Linked DNA regions of Gossypium arboreum: regions 1 and 3 are each linked to region 2. Evidence: chromatin contacts called from public Hi-C data. All regions are on one chromosome and are shown on one strand. The core of a region is the stretch at or near the end of the contact, and the rest is flanking DNA. Distances in the headings are between cores, read along the strand shown. Region 1 overlaps LOC108483723 (potassium transporter 6-like). Region 2 holds the start of LOC108463842 (protein NAP1). Region 3 holds the start of LOC108481564 (AP-1 complex subunit gamma-2-like).

Evidence for each region. Hi-C and Micro-C count contacts between places; a contact is called where the count stands out from the background.
Region 1: a Hi-C map of leaf shows a contact between it and region 2, with 5 times the contacts expected there. The contact joins the enhancer-like site here to the promoter of LOC108463842 in region 2. A contact is called at or near these places in 2 of 5 Hi-C or Micro-C datasets (both in leaf).
Region 3: a Hi-C map of leaf shows a contact between it and region 2, with 4 times the contacts expected there. The contact joins the promoter of LOC108481564 here to the promoter of LOC108463842 in region 2. A contact is called at or near these places in 2 of 5 Hi-C or Micro-C datasets (both in leaf).

What each region holds. Positions count from the first base shown.
Region 1 is chr1:52,363,206-52,366,689 of ASM2569848v2, forward strand. It overlaps LOC108483723 (potassium transporter 6-like), which reads left to right. Exons shown (of 8, transcript XM_017787284.2): 8 at 1-439. The coding sequence ends at 294. Among protein-coding and RNA genes, the nearest start is that of LOC108482099, 4.3 kb to the right of the region's middle. Within about 2 kb of position 1,411, at least 2 of the 2 cell types and tissues checked have an H3K27ac peak or open chromatin away from gene starts, as enhancers often do. A contact at or near this core is called in leaf, where this site is marked.
Region 2 is chr1:53,170,313-53,174,120 of ASM2569848v2, forward strand. It overlaps LOC108463842 (protein NAP1), which reads left to right and starts at 2,309. Exons shown (of 25, transcript XM_017763789.2): 1 at 2,309-2,583; 2 at 2,767-2,865; 3 at 2,945-3,386; 4 at 3,477-3,551. The coding sequence starts at 2,970.
Region 3 is chr1:52,439,308-52,443,386 of ASM2569848v2, forward strand. LOC108481564 (AP-1 complex subunit gamma-2-like) reads left to right here and starts at 2,009. Exons shown (of 18, transcript XM_053028740.1): 1 at 2,009-2,436; 2 at 3,783-4,079. The coding sequence starts at 2,405.

The DNA of each region.
Region 1 (3,484 bases), core at 161-2,660, 810 kb before region 2:
CCACCACCTGTAATAAAACTGAGAAAAAGAGTACGGTTTATTGTGCCAAAGAGCCCGGAGATAGATACTGGTGCAAGGGAAGAGTTGCAGGAACTTATGGAAGCTAGGGAAGCTGGGATAGCATACATACTAGGGCACTCATATGTCAAAGCCAAGCAAGGATCTAGCCTGATAAAGAAGCTTGTAATTAACTACGGGTATGAATTCTTGAGAAGAAACAGCCGACTATCAACCTATGCGTTAAGTGTACCCCATGCGTCTACGTTGGAGGTGGGGATGATATATCATGTTTAATTTTCTTTTAATGGGATAATTTTGACCATAGAGAAACAGGGAAATGTATCATATACATATTCACAGTTATGCGCAAATAATATATGTGTATATAAGATTTTGAGGAGAGGATGATCAATAATTCTCCTATTCAAAGCATTAAAAATAGTCGGTTTCAATTTGTAAAGAATTCAACCAATAACCAAGCCTAAATTTTGGCGGGAATCACAAATTCTCGGAGGCTGTATTATATCTACAGAGTTATTTGTGTTACACCCTTTACCCATCCCACCTCCGGTTGCAAAGTTTTTCTTTTAAGAATCTAATAAAATTTCCCTTAAAACACATTTCAACCTTCAAGAAGTTTAATTTCATTTTTAAAAATCATTTTGGAATATTTCTTTGAGGCATAAAACGGGTTGCTAGTGGTTCAAACTGATAAAATATTTTGTATGGGTGCAAGGATTGCAAGTCTTGAGACTTGGACAACAAAGTATCGAGACTTAGCTAATAAGTCTGGGACTTGGGCTATAAATCTCGATACTTGTGTGCAAAATTGTAGATTTTAGACTTTGTGTGTAAAATTATGAATTTAATAGTGACATAACATCATATAAATTTCACTCATATTCACTTACTAGCTCATTTTTATGTCATACTTATCATTTTCCTTATCAAATTATTAACTTTGTTAACTTTATTTTTGTCCACCAATTAAGTCAACTTTTCATTTAAATATTCACCAACATACCATAAAAATTTATTTCACATTTTAGTCTAAAACCATAACACATTCATACTTATCTCTACTTTCATTTTCATTAAACTATTTCATTCACTTACAATAGTTTTTTAAGAACTTACCTCTTTTTAAATAATAATAAAAAAAGCACCAAAATCCTCTACTTAACTAATCCAATACTCCTCTTTCATGCTCAATCTCCATAACCCACAATTCGACTCTTTCTCTTTAAAACACATATTATACATAACACCTAAATATCATGTTCTTGAGAAACTTATGTAAAATAATCTTAAATATGACAAAATACATTTTCTTACTTTATTTTTTTACTTTTTCGTACTAACTCGGGCTTTCTCTCTCTATATCATGGAAATTCACTCTTTCCATGAAGAAGATGACGATGGAACTAGGCTTAGAAATGTGTGCTCTACAAGCTTTTAACAAGAAAATGACTTGGGTAGTGTAAACTTTGGATGAAATGTGAGAAAATATGAGAAAGATGAGAAGAGAAAACTTTCTTCTCTTTTAAGGAAGGTGGACGACACGAAGGGGGAAAAAATCAAATGAGGAGAGAAGACATTTCGTCTTTCCTTTCTTTTATTCAAAAGAATTGTCAAAGTCAAAGCACAAAAAAAAATCAAATGAGTGGCCCACTCTTTTTTATGATTTTTAAAGTCCAAAATCTATGGCCAATAATTTTTTTATTTCATCTTTACACATGCGAAATAAATTTTAAAATTTCCGATATAAAATTCTCAAAATGTCCAAAGTATCCTTTAATGGAGAAATTGCACCTTTAGTCCCTTTCTTTTATCACTTAACTTTATTATATCGAATATGTCATTTCATTAAATCCCCAAATAACTTCATAAAGGTTCAAAACAATATACAACCATGTAAAAATTGCTTTTTAATCCTTTCTAAGCTAAAAATGGAAATTTTGAAATTTAATCCCTATACTTTTCATTTCATTCAATTTAGCCTTTTTTCCCACAATTTCACACTAAACTTTACTTCATTGATTTTTGACTTCAAATCAATTTAATTTATTAAGAATTCGCTTTATTAGTCTCGTGGTCCAAATCAATTTAAAATATAATTTTTTTAAAAGACACGTTAATAATATTTATAAAATTAAATTTATATTTTTCAAATATAATGAGAGTTAATTACATGCATTGATTAAAGTAAAGCAAAGATCAATATAAAATTACAAAAAAAGAATATATAAAAGAAATTTTAAAGAATGTATAAGAGCATATATATGAAAACTTTAAATTCTGAGATAATTGTTTGAGTTTCAAAATTCTTCCTTTTTTAGTTATATTTAATGTTTGCCAAATTAATCAATAATTTACAACTCAAACTGAATTAATTTTTTACAATGATGCATAAAGCATTGAAAGGTAAAATAATATAAGAAGCTAAAATGAAAATCATAGTCACGCATAATGTTTATTTACTTAAAATTTCAATATATTTATACATCTCCCAACTCATTGTTGAGATTGTTGGGATATTTGAGTAAGCCCAACTAAATTATGATCTTTATTTCAGTTTTTAGCTTTTTGAGCAACAAACTTTGGGCGTTGTTTAGAAAAATTATTTTGAGGTAATATGTTCATAGTTTGTATTTCGTAGCTGTTACCGAGAAATTAAGCTTGATGATATTTAGCTAAGAACACGAGGGCCGTCATCGGTTCTTTTTATTAAATATGATCAGATATCTACAAAATTATTTTTTAAAAATAAATTAGATAATTCGTTTAAAATGACAATTGTTAGGTTTACGTTAAAAATTAGAAAAAATTCAAATTTGAGAATCAATTATGCATTCTCATAACGTCCAAAATTAATACATTAAATCAATGTTGTCTTGGATTTTGAATATTATAAGTTTGAATTCACCCTAAAATTAAATTCAACATGAATTTATTTAATTGAAAATTTGTGATGTAACATTTTAATTTTATTAAAAAGCAAAATTTTATTCACTGAATTTGACAACATTTTATCACTGAGAACAAGTAACCAATAATTTTGAGGATTAATTACAAAATTGTATAAAACATATTTATCACATGTATTTAAATAACAATTCCAAATAAAAATTCAAACTATTACCTACATATGATAATAAGCAACTTAAATAAATAATTATAATAATAATAAATCTAGGAACGAAACTAACATGTAAACCATTTCTCGAATAAAACTTAAAAGGACCCGCATGTCAACCTGCTTGGATCCATGTATTTTTTTTTTTTTTGTGGAAAAAATGAGATAATTTTGAATTGATTCTTCATAGTTTCTCATCTTTTTAATTTAATCTCTATTTCAATTTAGTTCTGATTCAATTCTAATTGCACACAATTTATATATATGATTATATGTACTATATAATATATGATTTATTTATATTCTTAAATATATAGATTTGATGTTTACTTTTTAGCATATTGCTAA
Region 2 (3,808 bases), core at 1,059-3,558:
TGATATAATCTCTCTTGGATAGACTTGTTCCTTTGCTTTTTCAAGTAACTAGTGCAAGATTACAAAGAATCGGTTCAACTCCAAAAGCACTAATAAATTAGCTTCTTTGTTCATATCGACTAGTAAGCCTTTCACCCGTTAATTGTTTTATTTTCCTAATTTGTGTTTCTTTGTCTCAATTAAGTCCATGATGATAAACCATATTCTTTTAATCTAAATCAATGGCAACCGTTTTAATCGAGAAAAAAGTAGGGAGGGAGGGGAATAGCATATTCGGACATATTGGTTGGGGTGGCTATTTAACAAATTAACGATCATATTCGCCAAATGTAGTCAGTATCTTGTTTCATCAGATTAAAGTGATGTAATGAAGGATGTTAACTGCATTGCTAGCAATAGTATTCGTTTTAATTACCTTAAATAATATTTTCTTTTCTTGGATGTTCTAACCTTGCCTTTGCGTTAAGTTACTAATAACAGGTAAACTAGCAAAGGCAAGGTCGAGTAACTCAATAAATTTGATATTTCAGCAGAGAATGCATTGTTGAGATTCAGCAGAGAAGGCATTGTTGAGATTCGCAATAAATTTTGACATCTTTGGTTAGAAAGAGTTGGAATCTTTATCGCAATATGGGTTAAGTTTTGACATTATTTTATTATGATTTTGGATTGTCCCCAATTGATCTCTTTGGAAATAGAGGAGATATTGCAACTTGACAAGATTCCGAGTGTTGAATATATAGAAATAAAATGTTTGTGCATTTTCTTTTCGATGCTTCAGTGATCCTAATACCAATGGATAAGTAGAAAAATAAAAATTTCAAGACTATTTATATAATTTTGTTATGTTGGTACCAAATTTCAGACTATTTATACAAATGTTTCAGCAATACTAATACCAATGGTGGACAAGTAGAAAAGTAAAAAGATAACACTTTTTCTTTTTAGTGCTTTGTGCTTCTTTTAATAAAAATTTCATGTTTAATACAATTTATCAATTTTAGATAATAACACAGATAAAAAATTATATAAAAAGTTATGTAAATAACAAATGAAACTTTAGTTGAAACCATAAATTTGGGATTAATTTATAGGAAAATAATGACACCAGTTATTATAGTCCAAATGAAACTTTAGATGATACAATAAAATTGAGATTAATTTATAGGAAGATTAATTTATAGAACATAATTAAATTATTTGTTTCGCTAATGATATTCTAACACATTAAATATGCATTGTAATTTAAAAATAATAAAATAGTTATATATTATTTTTAATATTATATATTATGATTTTTATTCATTCATTTTTAATAATAATTATATTAAGAATGTTATTAAATTTATATTATTATCTTTATTAAATTATATTTAATAATAATTATATTAAAATATGATTAAATTATTTATTATTTATTATTAAATTATATTTAATAATAATCCTATTATAAATTAATAACAATAATCATTTACTTAAAAAATTACGCTAAGGGTATTCTAGTCATTTTAGTTTTTTTCCTTATACTATTACAATATCATTCCATTCAACCAAACACAAGAATACTATTACAGTTCTATTCCATTCCATTCAATCAAATAGTTGAATTACTGATTACAACTCTATTCAATTACAGCTCTATTCAATTACAACCCTATTCCATTACAGTGAACCAAACTTACCCTTAAAAATAAAAGATAAATAGTCTAAGCAAAGACGGATCTCTAGGGGCTTTGGCATTCCCAAAATTTTGAAAAAGGTTTAATTTCTTTTTTGACTTTTTTTTAAAAAATTAATTAGATGCCTCCAAAATTTTAGAAATTTTCTTTTCTCTTGCAACTAAAAAAAATTAATTAAACTCCTCAAATTTTTGAAAATTCTAGTTACATTTTTAATTTTATTTTGAGTTTTTAATAAATTTTATTAAAAATTTAAAAATTTTCATTATTCTCATAAAATTTGATTTAAACTCTAATTTTTTAAAAATCTTCATTAAAATTTTAAAATTTTAAAATATTTTACTAAGCTCCCAATATTTGATCCCAAACCCATCATTTGCATCTAAATTCTAAGTTACAAATACACTTAAAACATATTTTCTCCATGTACGGAATGGATAATTAGGATAAAATGTTGATGGACAAGTACAGAATATGAATACGATAAAAGCAGTGAATTTTACTACATTAATTTAGTTTAGTACTGAAGATGTGTATCCGGACAAGGGCAAACAGAAGACCGCCACGTCACCAGTAACCGAAAATTTCGTCCTTCAACTATTCCCATGTACGCGCTATTATCACATTATTATTAATTAAATAAAAACAGCAGAAAGAAAAAAAATTGAAAATTTGTGAAATTATCCAGATAATAATTTTTATTTTATTTATAAATAAACCCTCACTTGGTTTAGCCTTGACGATTCCGCTTTATTTTCTTTCAGATCTGGAGTTGATGCTCTAAACGACGAAGAAAGACAACCGAACTTTTTTTTTTTTTCTGGCATTCTCAACGACAAATACTAGTTTCTTGTTTTTCTGTCTCTGTCTGCTTCTTCACAAAATGTGGTGAAGCTGAGCACCGGTAAAATCCTTTCAACTTCCTCACCTTTTTTAATGTTGTTAAGTGTCTAATTTTGGAATATCGAAATATTTTTTCTTTTCTTTTTTGGTTTTTGATTGTTGGATATTTTACTTAATTTTTTTTTAACGCTGGACTGCTCCACGAAGCTAACATTATTTTGTTGTTATTTTGAATATTTGCAAGTACTGCTAGTTCGTTTTTCTTTTCCGAGTTATTGACTGAATTAATTCATTGGATTCTTCGTCTTGGAATTGACTGAACTGAAAAAAAAAAGGGGAAAAAGTAAGAGAAAAGAAACTTTTTACAATGCAGTTTGTGGAACTATATATAATTATGGTCCTAATCGAACTTCCATTTGCAGAAACTCTAAGTGAATTGATTCATCCATGGCGAAATTGCGGCAACATTATTCTTCTCAAGATTCATCCGTATCTCCTAGGGCTGGGAGATCGAGGGAATGGGAGGGTCCATCAAGGTGGACTGACTATTTGGGTCTTGACACGACTTCTCCTTTCTCATCTAGAAGCTCTAGGTACATGAATTCTGATGGTCAGGTCCACAGTTTGGGTGTGGGATCGCACAAGGGCTTGAACATGCAGTGGGTAGCGCAACTGGTTGAAGTTGCGGATGGCCTTATGGCCAAAATGTATAGATTGAACCAAATCCTGGACTACCCAGACCCTATAGGCCATGCATTTTCGGAAGCATTTTGGAAAGCGAGTGTTTTTCCTAACCATCCAAGGATTTGTATCTTGCTCTCAAAAAAGTTCCCTGAGCACTTCAGCAAACTGCAACTCGAGCGTGTAAGATCTGCATTTTTTCATGTTGCTGTAGGCCTTCTTCGACTCGTGAGTATCTGATTGTTCTATTGTCTTTGATAAAAATCGGTGCAGGTTGATAAGGCTGCTCTGGATTCTTTGAGTGGTAATGCAGAAGTTCATTTGCAGAGTTTGGAACCATGGGTTCAGGTGAGGTTAATTGCGCTGCAAAAGTATAAATTATCAAAAGGGGATTTAAGGCCTATCAAAATTTCATTTGCTTCCTAGTTTAAGGCTTTAAATTCTAGGATTTAGTGTCTTTGATGTGTGCTGTACGCATCACAGCATGATTTAAGTTACATAATTCCTTGCAGGCATCTTAGCAGCTATATAGGTTGGATAACATTCTATTTCTTGGTTTTCAAATATACTTTTAGGTTTCTTTCTTATGTATATTTAGTTTATAA
Region 3 (4,079 bases), core at 759-3,258, 730 kb before region 2:
TTTAATCATCCCTAAGAATTTGATGGAACCCATCAATTACAATGGTTATCCAAACATGTCACATTTGTGTAATTATAAGTAATTACATCCAAATCCAATTACTAGGTAGCTTTCTAAATAATACCTAATAATTTTTATTTTATTTACTTCAAAAATTCTAACTCGTATATTCTCAAATTAACACTATTATGAGTGGGTTTTAGAAATTTATGAAAAATACTTTTATAAATTAGTTAAATATTTTTAAAAATATTTTATAATTACAAATTATTAATTATTTTTAGAAATTCATTAAATTAAAAAACTAATGTTATAAGAATATTATAAATTTAATATATACAATCGATTCATGCATCATAAATAAATACAAATAAATAGATTTATAAAAGGTTTAAATACGCTAAAGGTCTTTATACTCAATTTAGTCCTTATAATTTCAAGACATGGAGTCCTTATACTTTTCTGATTTTAAAATCTTGATCCCGCCGTTCAATTTTGCTGTTAAAGCTAACAATATCAAAGACAAAATAACTTTTTAGCTCTCAACATTTACAATTTTTTACTCAATTTGGTTCTTACCCTTTAAAAGTACATAATTTTTAAAAAATATTTTATTTTTCATATTTTACAAAACATAACAATTAAAAAATTATATTTTTAAAAAAATAAAAATAAATATAATCTTTTAAAAATAAAAATATAATTTTTAAAAATTAAAATTAAGAAAAAATAAAAATTCTTAAAAATTCAAAAATAAAAATCATTTTAAAAATATAAACAAAAATTTAAAATTTAAAAATTCAATGTTATCTAGATTGGAGTGGGAACAGTTGGGGTATTGGTCCATTGAGAAATAAAAATTTGGTTCAGCCGTGAATTGCTACGAATTGGTTCAACTGTGTTAAAAAATCGATTTGATCGATTCAAAGCAAATAAATTATTAAAAATAAAAATAAAAAAATATCAAAAATTATAAAAATTGGTTCAATTGATAGTTCAACTAATTTTTTTAGCCTCGTTCACCCAGTCCATACTAATTTACGGGTCAACCAGTATTTTTAACATTTTAAAACTTTTTTAGCTTCAACATTTACAGTTTTTTGTCAATTTGTTTCATACCCTTTAAAAAAATGTTAATTTTAAAAAAAATTTAAATATGTATTTCTTATTTTAAACAAAAAAATTAAATATAGTATAAAAAGAAAATATGAAAAAGAACTCTTTAAAATTCAAAACTAAAAATATTTGTAAAATTTAAAAAAATCTCAAAATTCAATGTTATCTAAACTAAACTGGATCGATTGGATCAAGAACCAGTTGAGGTATCGGTCCATGGAATGGTAAAAAAATTGGTTGATCTGTGAACCGATATGAATTGGTTGAATTGAGCTAAAGAATCAGTTGAACTGAAAGTTGAACAAATTTTTATATATTTTTAATATTTTTATTTTTGATGTTTTAATAATTTATTTTCTTTGAATCATTCAGGCCAGTTGTTTTGGGAACTAATTGGTCAAACTCGTTCAAAATTGGTTCAATTCCGATCCAATTGGCGGTCTAATTTGGTTTAGATAACATTTAATTTTGGAATGTTTGTTTATATTTTTAAAGTCATTTTATATTTTGAATTTTAAAATTTTAATTTTTTCATATTTTTAATTTTTTAGAAACTATATTTTTAATTTTTATATTTTTATCTAAAATATGAAAATAAATTAAATTTTAAAATTTTAATGTACTTTTAAAGGATAATGATCAAATTGATAAAAATTCTAAATGTTAAGGGCTAAAAGAGTTATTTTACCTTTAGCACCATTAACTTTAATGGTGAAGTTAGGGAGAAGACCAAGACTTTTAGATAAAAAATACAAGGTCTCAATGTCTCAAAATTAAAATGTAGAGACAAAATTTTAAATTTTAATAGGGTACAGGGGGCATTAGCATATTTAAGCCTTTATAAAAATATGACAATTAAATCTACGAATATGGTTTTGATATAATTGGGCTGAGGTTTTGGATCTTAAAAGGCCGAGTTCAAATAAAAATAAAAATCACGACATTTTTTTTGATAATTTAGTTATATTATTCTTTTTTTTTTTTAAAATTGTTTTACAGAGACAAAAGAAGCAGGCAGCATTTTCATTGTCACTGGGAAAAAAAGAAGAAAATAAAAGGAGAACAGAGAGTTCGTTTTCTTTGTCGTTCAGATCCAAATCTCTGCCTGCTTTACTCTTCTTAGATCTCCGAATTCCAACTTTTGGATCTTCAACTGCAGATCTTAGATTTGAAAAGAAATTCGATTTAATTCCGTGCAGCCGTCGTTCGTTGATTGATTTATTTGAAGCGTTTAATTGATTGGATCTGATTCGAGCTCTCTACGAAACTTTCAACCCTGGACCCAATCATGAATCCTTTCTCGTCCGGTACTCGTCTACGGTGAGCATCAATTCCTTCCGTTGCAATTTATTCTTTTTGTCCTCCCTTTTCCTTTTAATTTGAAGGTCAGATCAAGAACACGATGGTTTTTATTTGAATGTATTGGTTTTTCGATTAAAAGAGCTGGGCTTCTGTGCAATTTGTTTTGATTCCTTGATTGAAATTTATGGTGTTCGGTTGTAGTTAGTTCTACTTAAAAGATGATTGCGTCTGAACTTAGAGCCGAATGGAGTTTGTTAGGAATTTCGGTTTCATAATTCCATTTTTCAAGCTAGCTTGGCTTTGAATTAGTTGCAGTTATGGGTGAAAATGTAGAAATATTTGAAGTTATAGCATATTCATATAGTAATGGGTTTGACAATAGCTTGATCTATTGTTTTCATGAATATTGGTAATATCGAATGATGCGCCAAATACCATTGGTGCTTAAGGTACAAATTTCTAGAGAGGAAACGAAAACATCCACCAGTTTACTATCCATACTTCCTCAACTTCTTGCACCATAGATATGTAAGTTATACAGCATTTTGGGATATTTATATGATCTTGAACCTTTAAACATCAGTAATTAGTGGCAATTTAGATATAAAATATAGTCAATGTAGTCATGTACGTAAGTATCCTCCAATATGGTTACCAAAGGTACAATAAGAATATCCTGGTTGTACAGTTGTACTTGTAATTCTGGTGGTTATATGTTCAAACTGATTTGTAGCACTTATCACACTTTTAGGAAACTATCGCAAAGTTGAATTCTCTTTTTACTTTTCCTTGTGTAGGCTGCTACGTGATTGTATCTGTTGCAATGTAACTGAATAGTTGTATCTTTCTCTATATAAATTTAGTATGATTAAACAAATTTGCAAATGATAACCTCTGTTCCCTGTTAGGGAATTCTAAGTCGGTTCTTTGCATTAGTTTGCTGAATTTCATCCATATTTTATGGATATAAAGATCTCAACCTCCTTGTCTTTATTCATCAAATGATTTATATCCTGATATTCTTCCCATGCGTAGTTCAGTAGTACGTTCCAGAAATTGTTGACAAGAACATTTTGGTATAAATTGCAAAATGGGATCTCTTAGTTATATGTAATTTTTTTGGGGAAAAGAAAAGAGGATCATGAATTTCTTGCTGGTTTTTAAGAACACTTTTGTTCTCCCTAAACAATTCAGGGACTAAGCTCCCCCCAAACACCTTTTGCCCTGTTTGAAATAACCAAATTATTGACCACATATTTTGTATATTTTCTTCTCCAAGTTATATCAATGGATCTGAACGATTGACTTGACTTTAGTTTATATGCATATCAGTTGAAACTGTTGTACTTACTGCTCCAATGCAGGGACATGATACGGGCTATACGTTCTTGCAAAACTGCAGCAGAAGAACGTGCTGTTGTAAGGAAAGAGTGTGCTGCTATTCGTGCTGCTATTAGTGAAAATGATCAAGACTATAGGCACCGTAACCTGGCAAAGCTCATGTTCATTCACATGCTTGGATATCCAACTCATTTTGGCCAAATGGAGTGCCTGAAGTTGATTGCGTCTTCTGGATTTCCAGAGAAGAGGATTGGATATCTTGGTCTTATGTTGCTTCTTGATGAAAGACAAGAGGTTCTGATGTTGGTAACAAATTCATT